2 separate regions of the Drosophila melanogaster genome follow, and region 2 is linked to region 1. Evidence: chromatin contacts called from public Hi-C data. All regions are on one chromosome and are shown on one strand. The core of a region is the stretch at or near the end of the contact, and the rest is flanking DNA. Distances in the headings are between cores, read along the strand shown.

What was found. Hi-C and Micro-C count contacts between places; a contact is called where the count stands out from the background.
Region 2: a Hi-C map of the Kc167 cell line shows a contact between it and region 1, with 4 times the contacts expected there. The contact joins the promoter of CG15387 here to the promoter of aop in region 1. A contact is called at or near these places in 5 of 107 Hi-C or Micro-C datasets (the Kc167 cell line, the S2 cell line and embryo).

Annotation. Positions count from the first base shown.
Region 1 is chr2L:2,177,058-2,180,337 of dm6, reverse strand. It overlaps aop (anterior open), which reads left to right and starts at 1,584. Exons shown (of 4, transcript NM_078731.3): 1 at 1,584-2,491.
Region 2 is chr2L:2,224,795-2,227,921 of dm6, reverse strand. CG15387 reads left to right here and starts at 1,628. Exons shown (of 2, transcript NM_001103588.2): 1 at 1,628-1,863; 2 at 1,921-2,377. The coding sequence starts at 1,717. The coding sequence ends at 2,124. It overlaps papi (papi,), which reads right to left. Exons shown (of 5, transcript NM_164461.2): 5 at 2,378-3,127. The coding sequence ends at 2,682. sau (sauron) reads right to left here and starts at 1,580. Exons shown (of 5, transcript NM_001014460.3): 1 at 641-1,580. The coding sequence starts at 853. It also overlaps asRNA:CR44114.

The DNA of each region.
Region 1 (3,280 bases), core at 335-2,834:
AAAAAATATCTCTATTATATTTCTTAATTAGAGTCACAATCTAAAAGTTCTTTAATGTTTCATATCACGAGGCTTACTCGCTAAACTATTTATAGCCATAAAAATACATGTTACTATTTATTACTTACCTAAATGCCCATTAATCTAGATTTTCTTTCAGTGCATACCCACGGAACTGAGCAGGGGCGTGCAGGGCGTGGGCGGGGTCGTCCGGCTGGTCGCCGTTTATGGGCATTTGACTTGAAATGTCAACGTAAACGTTGCTCGTTGCTCGGGGAGAAACTGGTTAGCCAACTGAGGCGACTGGAGACCCCAAAGCGGATGCAGTGCAACTGAGCGCATCTTCAGGCCCACCGACCGACCGACCAACCGACCGTCCAAGCAACCTGACGAGGAACCCCAGCCCCGCCCCCTTTCCAAAGAGATTTTCCGTCGCAGCCGAGCGGAAATGTTCCAACAATTTATAATTAAAGATTGCCAACTGGTTTCCATGAAGATCCAAGATTTATGGGATCGAAAACACCTATCAGCTAGCACCTCCAAACATTTTGTATTACAATAGAGCGCTTTTCCCAGGCGCGTGGCGCTTATTTCATTTTCGGCCAGGGGGTCGTATTCATAATTATTTCAAATGCTTGAGAGCATTATCGCACACTGATTAGAGTTCACGGAATTGTCTTATCTATGGTTTATGTGCAAAAAGCTCGCCAATAGTCACAATTGACAGCTAATGGGTATGGCATGCTCGATCATTTCAAGTTTCCAGTCACAATAGGTGTGTATGTTATCTAGTGAGAGAACGATCCCTTGGTATTTCGGCGCCCATGCTTCTGGTATCAGCATGAATCGTTTGTTTAAACTTTATCTTCTATTGATTAACAACTAAATCGAGCGCCCCACGCGAATTCGACGCCGCCCACAGACAGCGGTTGCCTATTGAGTTGTTTCGTAGTAAACTTTGGTGGGTTTTAAATTATTTAAATTATTACCTCTGCGAGCTGTTGCTTCTTTCGTTGCCAAGGAAGTGGATGGTGGATCTGTAAATGTTTACGCGCCTAATGATTTGTTTGTGGTCTTTGCACACACTCCTACTTCTCAGAGTATAATAACATAATCGAGATTATTATGGCAATTGTGGGGAATCTGGGAATTTTAAAAAATTACGAACATAAAATACGTATGTTAATTGAGATTATTGTGAAATTATTCCGGAATTGGAATTGGAATTTTGTGGCGCATGCAAGTCTCTCAAGCTCTGATATAAGATTGTTTATAAATATTGAAATATAATGAGCAGCTCAGGGGTGTCTTTCAATCGTTAAAACTTTAACTCATATAAGACTGGCGCATCAAAGCTTCACTGTACCTCAAAATATAGGTCCGATTTAAGATATAAATCTTGGACGCTAAAACGGATACGGATCAAAGCGCGACTTCCTTAAAAAATTATCTTATTTTCGTATTCTTCACCAGTTCTTTTTGAATTGTTTTTGCTGTATGTCGCTCTCTTTGCTTCTCTTTCTCTTTCGATTCTCTCTCCGCATGCGCCGACTTGTTCATGTTCGCCGCCTGTTCGAATCGAATCGGCAGTCAAAAAGAAACTGCCGTGCTGGGCGGACGTGTAGAAGAGTCGCTCCTGAAAGCAACTAGACATTCTGCTGTAAATGGCAAACTAATATGTTTTAAATTGATTAATTCACAATTAATAGAATTTAATTCGTGCGCGGCGTTGAGGAAATAAACGGTTCTTCTTAACTCGGTGTGTGTTTACATTGCCCGGTGTGTGTGTGCGCGAAACGGAAATAAAAAATAAACAAGAGCGACAGCAACAACGCCAACAACAACAGCAACATCAGCGAGAGCAAAGCAACGCAACAAGAAGTGCAAGCAAAAGTGAAAAGGAAGACGAAAGAGGAAATGCCAAAGTACAACAACAAATACACGAACAAAACGCCAGAGTGCAAGTGCATCGCGTGAGTGTCTTACAGTGTGCGTGTGCGTTTGTGTGCCCGCGTCTGCCTGTGTGTGCGTGCTGCTGAGGCGGCGGCGGAAGTAAAAACGCTTGACTTCGCCTTCTTCTTATTCATTTGCTCCGCTTTACGGCTGGCATTTGTCGCAGAACGAAGCGAAAACAAAAACAAAAACAGAGAGCCTGGATTAGCCCCAAAAGCACACAACCACCGCCCACGCGGCGCCCCTCACCAAAAGGAAACAGCAACACAAACAACAATGGCAACTTGGCGCGACGCCCTCTTCGTCATCAGCAGATAACAACAAGAACAACATCGAATTAACAGAAACAAAACCAAAAACAAAAATAAAACAAGAAAGCGAAGCAAAAGCTAAAGCATTCTGGGATCTGGACATATCCGCTTCCGCGTTGCTTCTGTCGCTAAAAAGCTCAAGAATCGAATCCGAAGCCCAACGCAAACAGACAAATTCACTCACTCACCTTACAGTACGTAACCACAGTGCACAGTGGAGCAAACAGGTGAGAATTTTGATAATTTGTATACTTTTTGTTGTGAACTGTTAAATTAACCATTGTCAAAATAGTAGCAGAAAAGAGTGTCAAAAATAAAAACATTTTTTCTCAATATGTAAGCACAATGGTTTTTATATCTGGAGTTCTTTTATATTCGTAATCGTGCAAGAATCGGTGTTTACAGACATTACCCCTGTATCACTCCATTGCCGTCGTTGCTTTTTTTTACGAATTGGTTAAAACACCATCTTTTGGTACATGTATTTCCCATAACTACGTCACAATGGTCATGGAAACAGAAAAGTGTCTTGTCTGAGCAGCTGATAAATAATTGCTCCACCTTAATCTGGCTTTGGTTATCTGCTGCATATGACTTCCCCACTTCGCTCCACCCGACGTCTTACAATGTCTGAGTTTTGGTCTCTGGTTGAGGTCAACAATTTGTCGGATCTACACGTGTAAACAGATAACTTGGGCTATATTTGGTTCGCAGTACACTCATATGAGATGGATGAAGACTCGGCAACAACGGTTTATCTAAGGTTTAGTTGATTTATTTGCCTGTTCAGAGGATCTGATTGTGGCGTTTTCATTTGGGGCTTGTTTAAATAATAAGAGTTACAATTTTATGGGGATCTTGGGAGTGGTTTTATAGTTTAATTATTGTTTTGTTATCTGATTGTTGCGCATAATTTGTTGTATGTTCTTCTTGTTTCCAAATATGATTAGATATTTCTTACAGTCTAGTTGGATTGTGATTAATTATTACCTGTGGTTGGTTGAGAACCATATGCA
Region 2 (3,127 bases), core at 379-2,878, 48 kb before region 1:
TTTCCAACAACTAAGAACGTTGGCAACAATTCTAAGAATCTTTTTGATTTGGCACTGGAAGCAATTGCGCGATAGTGTAACACATAAAATAAACCTATTATATACTATATATAAATATATCATCACTTATTTGGGAAGTACATCAAAGTATTACAAAGGGCAAGTAATGGGTTCTATAGATTAGAATGAACGGCTGATTAGACCTTAACAGATGGAGCACACTATTAATTAATGCAAAAACAAAAGTGGTTAAGAAAATGGTGTTGGCAGTCTCACTGATTGCGCATTAGTCAGCAGGCTGGTCAAAAGATTTCATAGTGCATTGCTTAACAAACTGGAAAAGCTAAGAGAAGTGGCTAAGACATGGCATAAAATGTTTATCTGTAGGACAGATAAACATTGTTGCCCCCATAACTGAAGTGATAAGTTACCCCCCTGTATCCAATTTTCACTACGCCCCTGCTGGAAGATGGACTGCGTTGCACTTGGGGCCAAGCAAGAGGTTGCGAAAGAGAGAAATCGTGAGAGCGACAGAGAGAGAGAGACGTCGGTTAACAGGTGAAGAAGAAGCACTTATGTTGCGAAAGAAACCAATTAATTAGTGCATCCCAAGCAGATAAGAGATAAGGAGCACACCCACCTCCTTGTCCTTGAGTCCCAGCAGCAGAACCTCCTCCATGAGCGTTAGTCGTGTTTCCTTGGAGTCGCCATCGTCGATATTGTCCTCCTGGTCCTTTAGGTTGTCCAGTGCATCCTGGTTGTCGTCCGGCGTGTTGGCATTCAACCCACCCTCCGCCCCACCGTTTTCGCGGGGTTTCACCGAGCGACGCACCAATCCGTCGGAGCGATTCATTCCGGAGAGTTGGGTTGGGTAGTCGGGAAGTTCGGATCGATGGAGTTTTGGAGATGTGGGATGCGAGCGGAGCACCTATGTTTTTCTGCTGCTGCTCTTCTTCCTCTTTCCTCGTTTTGTGTGTGTGGCACAATTTGCTGACTCGACGTTGGGAGTTTCACAGTGTGTGTGTGTGTCTGTTTGCGCGAGTGCGGGTGTTTGCGTTTTTCTCTGTGTACTTGTGTCTTGTGTTTTTGTGTGTTGTTGTTTTCACTGACTCTTTTGCGCCCCCTTTATTTTGTATTCTTTTGCACACACGCACTTTTCACACTATCGCAAAAATGCAGGCCCTAAACTGCGTTTCGTTGTTGCTGCTTTGCTCGGCGTTTTTGCGCTGGGAACTCGACGGTTTGATTTACAATTTGGTGGCCCGTACTAATGGTGCATTTGCATTGGCCTTGCATTTACTGGGAATATGCGAGTGCCTGCGCGAAATAAGCTTTTTCCTATTATTTGTGTCTTTTGTCGACGTTCCGACGTGACATGATTTCCGCACTTTTCAGTACTGGCAATTTTCCAGACCTTAAGTGTTGGATAACGTTTTGCTTCTAGAGGTGCTGTTAAAACGAAATTAATTTAACTTTTACTCTTAATTTTTTGTAATTCAGCTTAATTTATTTAATCGTAAAGTTTTTGTTTGAATGATATTACAGTTCCTTGTCCATACTAAGGGTTTGGTAATGTTATGAATCCGAACCGATAGTTTGTCCGATAGTTGTAATCGCTGTATGACTCATCTCTAACGGAAACACAAAATAAAACCTACTACAATTTGTTGCATTTTGCCTAAATTCGTCACAAACACTGCCGTTAAAACGTTTATAATGTCCTACTTGACCAATTTCAACAGTGATACTGCCAAGCAAATTCTTATGGACATAATACGCTGTGTAAATCAGCCGGAAAACTCGAAGAAACTCTCAGAGGCAAAGGCTTCCGCTGGAAAAGAGATGATTCTCATGATGCAGCACGTAAATACCAAGCAAATCAAAACAAATAACCAAATAGTTTAACATAATACATTGCAGGTTTTTCCATTGGTGATGCAACTCCAACTGGAGGTCATTAAGGGTCATGGGTTTCCTGGAAACCGCGAGGGATTAGTCCAGTTCTCCCAGCTCATCAGAGAAATGGAAAGGGACGACATGGAAATCGTACGCCTGCGCAGTCAGATCCGCGCCATATACCTGCCCCCCATAGCTATAAACACCACCAACGACATCCTAATCTAAGCGTGGGGTAAATCCCCCAAACAAGACTGCAATTCTGCCCCCCGGTGGGTTTTTTAATATACTTTAAGCGACTTTTAATATTTGTAGCCCTTTTCATTTGAAGAAACTATATTCATTTTCAATTATGCCTTAACGTCATCTAGAAAATCTTATTTTCAAAGAATATTGAAATACTTCTCTAATACAGATTTCTGAAACAGGCCACCAAAATAGACTTAAGCTTGATATTCTTATAAAATGCATTTCTTTTGATAAGTTTGTGATCTTTTTTGTGTATTTTTTGTTGATGTACAAATGTTTTTCTTGTTCTTGCTAACAATAAGTAACATGGCAAAGGTTGCTATAAACAATTAAGGATCTGTGCCGTTCCATCGTCAGCTTTTAGGATCTAGGATATGTCGATCAGTCACGGCGATAAATTAAACAGTTTTCTTTCGTACCTATACAATAAGTTCCTTAAGAGCTATACTTTTATGTACACGTCAAGTAGTGAGCTGCTCGTCCAGCCTTCATCTTATAAACAATTAGGCGAGGATAATTAGTAACAATGTGAAATCCTAATGCGCGCTAGCACCATTTGTGGTGCTGGCATTATTGTTATTCCCGTTTTCGAGGTCTGTAGCCGTCAGTTTAGCCGGATTAATGTTTTTTATGTCGTTTCCGTTCAGTTTATGCTGCAAATGCTGCAGCTGCTGGGCGAGGTGCTCGTTCTCCGCCTGCGTAATGCTGTCAACATCAATGGACATCGACATAGGTGAGTGGGGCGTAAGCGGAGTCACTGGATTGCTGACGCACAACTCCTCAATGGTGGAGTCGCTGTTACTTGAGGGCGTCGAGGAGCGTGACCGCACTGGATACGAATCGTCCAGGGGCAGAGCAAAGCCCTGGGTGATCATCAGATCGGCAATATTTAGTTCAGAGTTGTCGGCTGGATCGAATAGTTCCACTCCGGGCAGCGGGGTTCCCTCCTTGGCAGCAGCACTTACAGCGGTGGTTGCCCGTG